Linked DNA regions of Mus musculus: region 1 is linked to region 2. Evidence: chromatin contacts called from public promoter capture Hi-C data. All regions are on one chromosome and are shown on one strand. Each heading gives the region's core, a stretch centred on a gene start, on an enhancer-like site or on the middle of the called end of the contact. The rest is flanking DNA. Distances are from core to core; before and after follow the strand shown. Region 1 holds the start of Sqor (sulfide quinone oxidoreductase). Region 2 holds the start of Ctdspl2 (CTD (carboxy-terminal domain, RNA polymerase II, polypeptide A) small phosphatase like 2).

What was found. Capture Hi-C pulls out chosen DNA fragments and counts their contacts.
Region 1: a promoter capture Hi-C map of adipose tissue shows a contact between it and region 2. The contact joins the promoter of Sqor here to the promoter of Ctdspl2 in region 2. A contact is called at or near these places in 2 of 39 promoter capture datasets (macrophages and neutrophils), 1 of 484 Hi-C or Micro-C datasets (uterus) and 2 of 9 other capture datasets (adipose tissue and liver).

What each region holds. Positions count from the first base shown.
Region 1 is chr2:122,762,934-122,769,374 of GRCm38.p6, forward strand. Sqor (sulfide quinone oxidoreductase) reads left to right here and starts at 2,426. Exons shown (of 10, transcript NM_001162503.1): 1 at 2,426-2,506.
Region 2 is chr2:121,954,319-121,960,664 of GRCm38.p6, forward strand. Ctdspl2 (CTD (carboxy-terminal domain, RNA polymerase II, polypeptide A) small phosphatase like 2) reads left to right here and starts at 1,683. Exons shown (of 13, transcript NM_212450.4): 1 at 1,683-2,299. It overlaps Mageb3 (melanoma antigen, family B, 3), which reads right to left and starts at 1,774. Exons shown (of 1, transcript NM_008545.2): 1 at 1-1,774. The coding sequence starts at 901.

The DNA of each region.
Region 1 (6,441 bases), core at 1,176-3,675, 810 kb after region 2:
TATTTGAAGTACCTGTGTATACATTAGTGCTTTCTGACTGGAAAATCACTTGATCTCCTGTGATACAGATGAAGAAACTCTAACTGCGCTGTAGCTTGATACAATTTTGGCTATTTTACAAGCAGTTTGGCTGCGAGGAATGCAGCAATCTGGGAGAGATTGGAACTGCCTATTGAAGGCCACATATGAAAAGGTAATATACTCTCTGTATCTCTGCTCACTTCCCTTCTGGTTAGGAGACTTCCTGTTGGTCTGTCAGGAGGGACAGTGTGTGCTGCTTGCTCCAGAAATCCCCACCCCCCCCAACTTCCCAATGAGTCTCATAGTAGCTCGTGAGGATTGGTGTCTCTCTGGATGAGTGGCTATCACAAGTAGGAAGGTTTACTGGGGCAGAATAAACCACTTCTCTAGCTACACATTCACCCAAGGAAGCATTTGCTTCAGAGATGAGGGTGGGGCTTGTTTAATGGGCTCCAAGCAGGTGCATTTAAAGCAGCATGCCTGGAGAATCCCTCTGCCTTGCCCTTACTCCAGTGTCTTTGCTTTCTCCTTTTCCTTTCCACGCTCTATTGCTGCTCATTCCTGCTAGTGCCCTTCCTAGTATGGGTCTGCATGGCTTCCTGGGGGTCGCCAGTCTATATTTCCTTATGCCCGGATCTTCTTGGATAGGTATTTGTTCCTCACCATCATGCCCCCTCCCCCACTACACATCATGCCCCCTTCCCCCACCATGCTCCCCCCCAAGCTTTCTTGCCATCCTTTAATATTTCTCTTAGTTTCCCATCTCCCTGTCTGCACACTCACTACTCTGGAAACCTCATATGGATGGGAATCAAGTGTAGGTCCAGACAGTAGCAGCCACAGGGCTCACTTGACATTCAGCGGACAAGATGGAGAATAACCATCTGAGGAAAGAATGACTGGGCTGGCGAGATGGGTCAGCAGGTAAAGATGCCTGCCTGGTTCTAAGCCCGATGGTCTGGGATCCATCTGTTGGAGGACAGAATTGACTTTGGGAAGTTGACCTCTAACTTCCACCTGTGCCTCATGACACACATGTACACGTGCACACATGCACACTAAATAAGTAAATAAAATATTATAGAAAGAAAAAGGGGAATGCCAATGGAGTAACTTCTCAGTCTTAATGTCTGATGGGCAAGACACTGATGGAAAGAAGGGACTTCAGTGGGGTAATAGAACGATACATAGATGCCCCAGCGTGTGGGAACTATTCAGGACACGGCTTCCAACTCGATTCTCCAGCCATAGACCTCCAAACACCCTGCAAACAGACTGCCCTTGATTCATTCACAGGAACCAGGACTTCTTAATGAGGATGGAGAGGAAGGAGAGATGAAGAATAGTACGAATTGCTTTGGAAATATGTGTGTAGAGTTTTGCTTTTGTCAAAACTTTGGGCTACAATTGTTGGCACTTAGAGGGTGGAAATCAGGGTTATGTTCAGTACTATACAACAATTAACTGTCCTGAGGCCTGAACATTTTTTTCTGGTGCCCCGCCCCTTGCCTCAACTCTCAAGTATGTGAAACATTTTATTGATAAAATAAATTCAGTTTTAGTTTAGAGTATGGCAGACATTAAGGATTATTTTTACATAGTCTTAATACGCTGTTTCCAGCAATAGCTTTATCAGTAAATACAGATCACATTTGGTTTTGTTTCCAAGTTCTTTACCAGACTTACCTGTTGCTGCACAAAGTCACGGAAAATTACTAGGGAGGCAGTGTTGCAGGTGCAGGTGCCAGCAAGTGCCACCAGGCTTACCATCAAACCCGTAGTCCCTGTTTGCGACCAAGCAATTTTTCTATAGATCCTTCAGAGTGAAGACAGTTTGAAAGAAGTGACTCAAAAACTATTAAAATGCATATAATCAAACAAGTGCGAAAGAAACTTAGTTATGCTTAAAAAAAAAGTTGGTGGCATTTGCGTGTTCTTTGAGGTTTTTTTTTTTTTTTTTTTTTTTTAAGTTGAGGCCTTAGCAACTTTTAGGAACTGTATTTGTTTTAACACATGAAGCCGCGGTCTCTGGCTTGTGCCTTCAAACAGTCAGTCCTTAGAAGGGGCAGAACAGTGACTTGTCAGGCACCAAAAGAACAACTCCTAGGAGCCAGCAGGTTCCAGGGGAAGGTGCCGCGCGGTTCTGAGTAGAGGTGGCCTTGTCTGCACCCCAGGCGTAAGAAAAGCGTCTAGGCTGCGTGGGGACAGTCGCAGGACATGGGGAGCAAGGATCACCCATACCACCCATGCCTCCGGTGTCCGTGCCTGCTCCAAGGTGCGCATTCCCCTCCGGGTTTGTTGTTGGGTAGCGCCCTGGCGGCCTTTCCTCCTCCGGAGGTTGGGGGTGTGGGGGTGGTGGCTGTCCCCGCCCCTGGCCTTTGCCTCCCCGCCCCGGCGGCCAGGCGGGGCTATGCGAGGCCAGCGCTCCAGCGCCACAGTAGTTTCTGCTGCGCCAGCGCTGGGGCCCACGGTGTCGCTCAGCCCGGTAAGACGCACCCCACGACGCTGTTACCCTCCTATAGCCGCTCGCTGTCGCCCACCTCGGTTCTGTCTCCGCGCTCCCGGCCGCCCTTCTTCTTTTCCAACCCCTGACAGACTCCCCTTTGGTCTGGGACTCGGTGGACTTCAATGCTTTCTCCTTAGTGGCCCAGCCTCAGCGATGCAGAGAGGATGGCCCTGGCACCCTCTCCACCCACACAGCTTGGACGTGTGGTCTCGGTGCGTGGGAATTTCAGAAACGTTAGTTCCACTTGTTGTCTGTCACTCAGCACCTTGCCCTGCCTGCCGGGTGGGTTGAGACTGGCATTGATCTGGGGAGGTACCCAGGGCGCTGGGGGTGGGAGGTGGTCAGCGGAGAAGCACAGGCCAGGCTGATTGGCAATTAGTACAAGGGAGAAAAGGCTCTTTGGTGAAACTTTTCACCTTACTTTTACTTACTTCTCCGAGAGCCACCCCAGCTTCTAGGGCTCACAGACTGAAGCTGAGTCAGAGAGTTTGCACAGGCTGTAAACCTCTCCTCTGTAAACACAGCTTTCTGATCCTTTTTTTTTTTTTTTAAAACCTGCAGCTACCTCTGACAGTTCTGAGTTTGGGGGAAAACTAAGGACTCTTTCTTAGAAGATTTCCCTTTTTGCTTTAAACTTTATTATTTTATTTCATGTGTATAGTTAGTTCGTTTGCATGTATGCCTAATGCCCTGGAACTGGGGTTATAAGCTTTCATCTGGGTGCTGGGAACTGAACTCAATTCCTCTGGAAGTAAGCCCTCCGTAAGAGCTCTTAACCACTGAGCCATCTATCTCTCAAGAGACTTTTAAAAACATAAAATTTAAGGCAGGCTATGATGAAAGAAAACAGCCACTAAAGTATTTAAAAGAATGCCATATAAATTTAAAAAGCAAATAACTATTATAATTTTGAATAGCTCAGAATATAGAATTCAAGATATAGGCACTACCTGTAAACACATTTCTAAAACATCATAAATACTGCTAATATTGCTGTGGCCAGCTGCCTACACAGTCCTTGAAGAGAATGTTAAATTTCAAGTAGACATCAGTGGAAGGTGAAGATTTTTTTTTTCTTTCATTCAGATGAATGGACCTCAATTTAGATAGATACCCTGTTAGCAGAAAGGGTGTTGATTACTTGTTAGGCAACTTAGCTTCTTGGGTTTAACACTTTCTTGAACTACCACTATGTCCTCTATCCCCAGCTTCTTTGGGCATCTGCTTTTCCTAAGGAAGAGAATGAGAAAAGCCCGGCACTCCTCCCCCAAGCCTAATGCCTTCTCACAGGTGAAAAGCATCCCTACTGAACTTGATGCAGAGGGATGCGGTAGGTAAAACGCCCCCCCCCCCCAACCTTGTCTGATACTGGCCTTTACATCCCTAAATCTGGTACATAAAAGGTCTGCTGGATGACATGGAGGTGGTTGCTTGTGAAGGCATCTAGGAGACAGCTGGAAGCTTGGGAAATGGCTGTTTAAAACTAATTGCTTCTTTTGAATCCATCAGAGCAAATCCATAAATCCAACTTGGGGATGTGAATACTGGGGAGGGCCCTTGGGTCTGTTGTGGGTCTGGTGCCTCGCCATAGAAGACAAACTGTCTTGATAGGAAAGTAGGATTCCAGAGGTTTCTTTTGCCCATGCGTAGGCTTGTTAATAAGATGTGTTGTAATGTAGGAAATGTCTTGTAAAGAATGGAGACAGAACCCATGAGGAAGCATTCCTAGATGCACATCTCCCTCCCTCTCTCTCTCTTTTTCTCTCCCCCTCTCTCTCTCCTTCTCTTTCTCTTTCTCCCTCCCCTCCCTGCATCCCTCACTGTCACAAATACTTTGACTCTAGAGAATTGGTAAATAGGAGAACAGTGGGTAATTTACTAAAAGCTGCCCAGACTAGGGCTAAAGCCAACTAAGCCTCCGTTATAGACAGTGAGAGCTTCCATGGAAGTGTTGGTCTTGTAACTGGTCTGTTCTTCTGTGCATATTCATGACAGTTGAGCTGGATGAAGCCAGATCATTCTTCCCCTGTCTAAGTTTGGACGATGACCATGAGATTTTCCAACTCCTCAGATTTAAGCTGATTCTAAATCAGAGCGAGAGAAAGGCTGTTACATTCAAGAGAACTAACACGCCCACCCCTTACATTCAAATCAAACTTCTACCTTCAAAGAGACCTACCCATGGTCCTATAGTGAAGTCCTTTCTTGCTTATGAGAGGGGGCCAGCAATTCCCTCTTCAGTGATTGCCATGAGAAAGTACATACAGTACACATTGCAATAACTCCCACAGATGATCTCCATGCCCCCACACCATGCTTTTCTGATACTTTGGAGGATGCACTTAAGCATAGATGCTTTCCAGGGAATTAGTGCATAATGGTACAAGACATGGGATAACTGGTTTTTATTCTGATTATGTCACAGGTCTAAGCATTTTATCTGGCTGTTCTCTGCTACAGAAATTCCAAGGAGTCAGTAGACAAATATCCCTATTGGCTGTCTGTTTGAACACCCACCTCTCCTCCCTTTCCAATGAGAAGTGAATGCAGTTTTAGGAAGTAAGAAATCTTTAATCTATCTAGTGGAGTCCTTTTTCCTGGTGTGAAGAAAGCATGGCATATAATGGTTAAAGATGAGCCCAATTTGGTACTACCTGTCACGAAGACCTGGGTGTCCTGGGTGTCCTTCAGACAAAGCTTCGTTGCAAAAGGGTAGCTGTGCTATTAGGTCTGGCATAGGAAAGATGTGAGCTGTTATGGAACCTGACATACCTGCTACCTATGTGTATTTCCTTGTATCCAAACCATCAAAGAACTGAACTCAGCGTCTAGATTCAAACGACATATATGTAATCTGTAATCAAAGAGTCTCTTGTCATTGAGACCTTGTGGGCTGGATTCCAGGTTATGGCAAGCCAAAGTAAGTGACCAGTTTGTTTATAGTGACACTCCGCCCCTCATAACTTTCCTGCACATACCTTTGAAACCCAGTGTACTTTGGTCTGATGAGTAATTTTATCCTGATAATTTTAATGATTCAGGAAGCCAGGTGTGGTGGCCTGAATACCTATAATCCCAACATTTGGGAGATGGAAGTGGAAGGATTTGGAGTTCAGTGTTATCTTTACTTACGTATCATGTTAGAGACTTTCCTGGCCATCCGTCCATTCATCCATCCATCCATCCATCCATCCATCCATCCATCCATCCATCCATCCATCCATCTGCCACACCACCTCCAGTAGGATCTGTGTGACAAGTTCCACAGGCTGAGGTGATTGACCTCAAAAGGGGGAGGCCTACTGGAACCGGTTGTGGAACTCTTCCCCTGAGAAAAAATATTGAGCCGTAGATCTCATGGCAATCTATCTGTTTTGTTTTCTCTTATTCCTTTTCTTACTTACATGTTCCTGGTAGCCTAGGCCCTAGAGATGGGGCCACTAACATGACCTCATCCCCAGGGAAATCAGTGCTTTACTTTTAAAATCATTTACAAAACTTATGATAGATAAAAATGTTCCCAACAATAAAATTTCATATGGCTACACGTGTGTCATTGGAGGTGGATTTTGGTATATGGTAAAGAAAGCCTTAATTAGGAAGAATCAAAATAGTTTAAATTCACATACTGAAGATTTATTAAAAAAATCAGGCATTATATGTTAAATAATAATTGACCATGGGGCTGAAGAGTTAGTTCAGCGGTTAAGAGCACTGACTGTTAAAGATTTATTAACCTACTCCTGGAAATATGCCACTAGTCTTGGACAACAGCCCCCAATGAATACATCCTTTTAAAATTGCTATATTTTGATGATTTATAATGATGTTAGCTGTTCTGTTTGTGATTCACCGAATATATAGTTTCAGAGTTGTAATGCTTGGATGATTTTTGTGCTTTACTGTGCCAAATG
Region 2 (6,346 bases), core at 433-2,932:
GAGCCAACTGGTAGAGATTAGGGAAGGCACTAGGGACTGTGCCATTGACTTTAGCTAAAACTTTCAGGACTTTCATCTTGGTTGTTTCAGCATGGGCTCTGGGTCCCCACAGGAACTCATAGCTTGGGGGATCACTGCCAGGTACCTGGCGGTACTCCAGGTAATTTTCCTGCACTACATCTCTTATAAACTCCTCAGGCTCGCCAAAGATCAAGTGCTTCTTCCCAGCATATACCCCCACTCCATGCAGAAATTGCCAGACCTCTTGCTCAGTGGCACGGTTACCCTTCATGAAGATCACACCTAGGACAGACATTAGGAGACCTGTCCTAGGCAACCCCCAGTTACTACTCAAACTTCCCTCAGTGGAAAGACCCAGTTTGCCCACCAGCAAATAGGAATGAGTGCTGGGATCAATTTCCTTCAACTCAAGACCAAAGACCAATTCTAGGCGTGCAGAAGTTCTCCTGAGGATCTCAGGGAATTGCTCCTTATACTTCTTGTTAACTACTGCCAGCATTTCACTTCTTGTAACTGCTTCTTTCATCTTAAATTTATCTAGCAGGAATTCTATCAGCACACTAGCCTTCCTCATGATAGGATCTTTCAGTGTGTGCTGAATGGAAGTCCCTGCCTGGGTGCCATCTGAACTTTTTGTATCAGGCAGGACAGTAGCATTTCTACCACCTATACCAGAGCCTGTGCAGGATACACCTGCACCAAAAGATCCAGGGTTTTTCACACCCTGAGGAGCAGAACCACCAGGGAAGCTGGACCCAGCACTCAGGTCAACAGGAGAAGACCCTGCTTCCTCTGCAGTGGGCTGAACTACTTGAACCTCCCTGCGTGACTGCTGTCGTTTAGCACGGGAGCGGCTCTTACTCTTTTGACCCCTAGGCATGTTGACTGTGCTCAGGACTGAAGTAGAAGAGCTGACAGGCAGGAATCAGGACTTCCGAACTCGTGGATCAAGCTCTTTTCTGCAAACCCTAGGATTGTTCTCTTCAGACTGGCGTCCAAGCCTCTCCTGTCTCAATCAGCATTTCTTATAGAATAATGAGATCAGCTTGGAATTTCAGTCAAAAGTGCTATCTAGACCAGTGTTTCTCAACTTGTGGGTTGCAACCCTTAAGAGGTCAAACCACAGGTTGAATAAGATCATGGGAAAACATATTTGCATTCCGATTCATGACACTAGCAAAATTACAGCCATGAAGTAACAACAAAGATAATTTTATGGTTGGTGGGGTCATCATACATGAGGAACTCTATTAAAAGCGTTTCAGCATCAAGAAGATTAAGAATCATCCAGATTCTAGATGGAGCCCACAGTCGTGTGTGAAAACCCATTTGAAAGACTCGAGTTTTAAGCGTACAGGATCACTGCCCACATCGCGAGGAAGGGAAGGGTTAAGAGTCTCCTTCATAGGTCCAAGGGCAACAGGGGCTCCCGCTAGCAAAGTGACCTAGGAAGAGAACCTCGGGGACACTCCGCGAACCTCCGAAAGCACCGGGACCAGGCTGGGTCTGGCCATCGGGAGCGCAAGGCACTGGCTCCCGCTCCAGCGCGCCAAGCCGTTAGCACCGCCCCTTCCCGCCGGCTCCACCCACCGCCGCCTAGTCGCTAACCCTGGCCGCTGGGTGCGCGGCGCGTTCTTAAACCCCGCCTCCCAGGCCAGGGCGCGCTCTCCTTGTCGCCCGGCTCTAGGCGGTTCCGTTAGCGGCGGGAGGGAAAACCGCCCCCGGCGTCCCCGCCTCCGCTGCTAACGCTTTCCTCCCTACTCCCCCTGCGACCACCCCGCAGCCCGCTACGGAGGCCCCCGAAGTACAAACGTCCCCCACGCTCCGAGCCCCATCGGAGGCTGAGTCCAGTCTAACTCCTCGGGCCCTAAGCTCATTTTTTTTTCATTGTTTTTTGTTGTTGTTGTTTCTTGTTTTTCTTTTGGTCAGGAATTCGCTCTGGTGAGTTCCCTAAGGCGGCAGAAACTTCAGCCTCTTCACGGTAGTAAAAGTTGGTTTCCCCTCCCCCGCTGCCGCCCAGGCCTCCCGCATTCCTTCCCTCCCGCCTCTCCGGATCGGGGCGGGCGGGGGAGGAGGGAGCCAGAGCGCCTGCGCAGGGAGGCCGCTTTCCATCCGGGTCCCTGTCCGTGCGGTGCAGCAGGTCGGTAGGCGGGAAATGGCGACTGGCTGAAGGAGCTGGTTCTGTTGCTGCTGAGGGATAAGCGGGAAAGACACCACCTATTGCGCAGTCGGGACCATCGCCGGAGCCCGAAGACACTTTTCTGTCGTCACAGTGAAGGTAATTCCCTTGGTCCAGACGCTGCCGTTGCTCCGAAGCTCAGTCCTCTCTCAGGGCCGTCTGCCGGGATCTCCTCCCCTTCTCTAGCCGAGCCCTCAGCGGTTCCAGCAACGTCCGTAGGCATGCACTGTTGGCGCCTTGTACGTCCACTGTCGTGGAAGCTGCTCTGGCTTGGACTTTCCCCAGGGAACGGCCAGGGAGCTCACTTCCCGCCAGCTTCAGCTCTTAGGCTGCGGCCTGTGTTGTGATTTCTGGGGTTAGATTTCACTTTGCTACCCACCCCCAACCCCATCTCACGTTCCCAGTCTCTGACCCCGTGGACCCGATAGCTAATTAAGTTAGATTGCCTTTTCGAACCTTCTTGTGGGCCCACGTAATGTTTTTGGTATTTCATTCTTGTAGGGTGCATTAGGGGGGCGTTGCTCTCTCTACTTGAGCTCTTACAGACATCCTTTGAGAATCTGGAAAGAGGTTCTTGGAGCTTCTGTCGTTTTCTGTACTGCTAAAATGTTGAGTTGACATTACTACTTTTTAAAGTCAAGTGTGGTAGTAAAAACCAGCGTGTGTAGGAGGCCTCTGATTTCCGTAGTGGTTAGTTAAGGGTGAATCTTAATTCTATTTAGCATGTTGTTTACGTTGGGTAAGTCCGTATGAGTTTACCTTTGCGTTCTTGACCAGGATTCTGTGATAAATAATTGCATAAATAAATAGTGTTTATTTACTTCTCGCCCTAGTGGTAGCTGGATGTGTGAATGACGTTAGGCACTCTCAGAGTACCTCGGAGAAACCTACTGAGATACTGCCAGGAAACTACCCTAAGCTCCTGACATGAGTATTCTTAGATGCTACTCCAAGGCAAGGCAGGGAGTGTTATCTTTCTCATGCTACTAAGACAATACCAAGATTACGGTTACATCCATATACAAATTAGTGCCTTGAAATGATAGGCTTATCTACATGTTTTAGATTGTAGATTGCCTGTTACTTTGATTCATGAAATGCCAAGCTACACATTTGTGTTTGTGGTCCAGCAATTATCTCTATAAAAGCAGTGACATGGCATGTGGAAGCTAGTTTTTACTGGCTTTTGTTTTGATTTTTCTTTTTTTAATAGAGTTTCTCAATTTTTTTTCAATGGTTTGGTCATGTCGAGTTTGGGGCATTATAGGTGTTTTCTCCCCTGGAATAAAACGGAAGATTAAAACATGGCTTATATTACATATTAGTTAATGTTTCTCACTCAGTAGCCTTCTGCTTCATAGGTGCAGCCTAAAGTACTTCACTTGCTGTTCACATGTTAGGATTAAATTTCAGTAATAAGCAGGCACATGCAAACATTATAGTTTTTATTTGAAAGACTTAGCCCAAGGTCATAAAGAAAGTCAAGGTAAACATAGCTCTTATATGAAGTAGATTTAGGAGTGACCTGGGCCTCACTGCTCTTTCCTCACTGCTGCTTGATTTCGGGGTTTGGGGAGTGAAAGTTTAGACAGCCTGAGTCCTTGTTGAGTCATTTCATTTTAAAATGGGACCAATTATGTTACTCAGAAGAATTGGGATAAATTATGTCTGGTGCAGGCTTTCTCTGTGTTTTAACAATGTTTTAGGGGTAGGTTTTTTGATAAAATTTAGTTTATAGGTAGCAGAATCAGTATTGTACTACATTCAACTAGACCCTATATTCTTTTTTTGTTTAATTTTTGTTTTGTGAGACATGATTTTGTGTGTGTGTGTGTGTCACAGCTCTGTACTGGAACTCACTTTGTAGATCAAGGTGGCCTTGAACTCACAGAAATCCAACCTGCCTCTATCTCCAGAGGCCTGGGATTAAAGGCAAGCGCCACCACAGCCAGGCCAGTCCCTATATTCCTAATAGTCTCCTATGCATGATTTGAAAGGATGTGAAAACTGCCAAGTGCTATCTAGTCTTTTTCTCATGTGTGCTATAGTTGTATTGCAATAATAGGATTGTGTAGGAATACTAAATAGGATAGGTATATTTTAGAACATTCAGTTGTGCATAGTGCTGGTGCCTTACAGACATTTCATTTGAACTAGTGGTGCTATTTTTCCCCTGCTGTTAGAAAATTGATGATTGGGGGCTGGTGAGATGGCTCAGTGGGTAAGAGCACCCGACTGCTCTTCCGAAGGTCCAGAGTTCAAATCCCAGCAACCACATGGTGGCTCACAACCATCCGTAACAAGATCTGACTCCCTCTTCTGGTGTGTCTGAAGATAGCTACAGTGTACTTACTTTAATAATAAATAAAATCTTTAAAAAAAAAAAAGAAAATTGATGATTGATAAAGTTTTATCTTTTCCAGATTAATCTAGCCTATTCCAAGGTTGTATTTGATCAGATGGTTTCTTTGTAGGATGATTTGAGCAAAATCTGTCTGGATATGTAGTGCAGTGGTAAAGTGCTTGCCTGGCATTCAGGAAACCCTGGGTTGCTAAATCCCCATCGCCAGATGAGCTGGTTCTGGTGGTTCCTGCTGTAACTTACCTCAGGGAGGTGGAAGCAGAGAATCAGAAGTTCATCCACATCCCAGCTATAGTACACATTCGAGGCCAGCTTGGGCTACAGGAGGCCCTGCCTCTACAAGAAACTTGAACTTGCTCAGAAAGGATATACTGGACAGGCTTGTAACTAACTGCAGAATCAATTGCTGATTGATAAAGTAGTATTATGCTAACTTAATAATAATAATTCGCTATGCTTTTGATTGATAAATCAAAAATATATAAAGAATATAGTGGTTTGCCAGAATTTGAAAAGGGGCAGCATCTCATTTTTTTGTATTTGTAATTTATCAAGTTTTTATGAAAATATAAGGGAAGAAGAAAGGTACTTTAAGTCATGTATCAAGTGTGTGAAGAGGACCTCATACATGGTGCACTCGCTCTTAAGTTGTTTTTACTAGTTAGATTAAAGTTGCCAAACCATTTTACACTGGATTGGCTACAGGAAGTCATTTGTGCTACATTGAAAATGAAGTTGCTTATTTATATACTTGTTTGTTTTTTAGTGAGACAGGGTCTGGCTATATAGCCCAAGCTTACTCAAACTCCAGATCCTTCTGCCTCAGCCAGGAGTGCTGGGATAAAAGGTGAGTGCCACTACATCCCAGAATTAGGCTATTTAACAGGCATGGAACTTGCTAGAAGGAGCAATTTTGACTTCAGTTCTTGTTCACTTTTCTGACATCTTTATGCCCTAACCTAAGCTAGATGTATCCACTAATGTTTGTATGAGTATATATGCTTTTTCTTCCTTAAGAAAAAGTGCTGCTGCTATATAGCCCTTGCCAGCCTGAAACTTGCTATATACACTAAGCTGGCCTTGAACTCACAGAGATCCTCTTGTCTCTGCCTTCTAAGTCCTGGGATTAAAGGAGTAAGTACATCACGACAGCTATTCAATACATCCATTTTAAATTTAAACTGTATTAAAATTATTATTGAACCTACCCATAGGTAGACCTAGGTGGTTGAGATTTTCTTGAGAAATGTCTTGTTCGACTTCATTTATATATACCAAGTCTTGTGGAATTCTCTCTGAAATGCAGTGCTTAAAATTATAAATTCAGCTGGGCAGTGATGGCACACGCCTTTAATCTCAGCACTCGGGAGGCAGAGGCAGGTGGATTTCTGAGTTCGAGGCCAGCCTGGTCTACAGAGTGAGTTCCAGGACAGCCAGGGCTATACAGAGAAACCCTGTCTCAAAAACAAAGAGAAAGAAAAGAAAAATTTCAAATTCAGCTGGGTGTGGTGACAAGCATCTTCAGTTGCAGTTCTTGGGAGGAAGAGGCAGGTGGATTGATGTGAGTTTAAGGCCAGCCTAGACTATATAGCAGGTTCTAGGACAGCCAGGGATATATAAAGAGACCCTATGTAAAAACAAATTACAAATTCTTAGATAAAACATCGTTGTATTTTATTCATAAGTGTAGATTAGCTTGTTAAACTACACATAAGTGAGGGTGAGAGTTCAGAGACAGTGGAATTGAGGAAACGTAAATTTCCTTCTGTTTTTTTGTTTTTTGT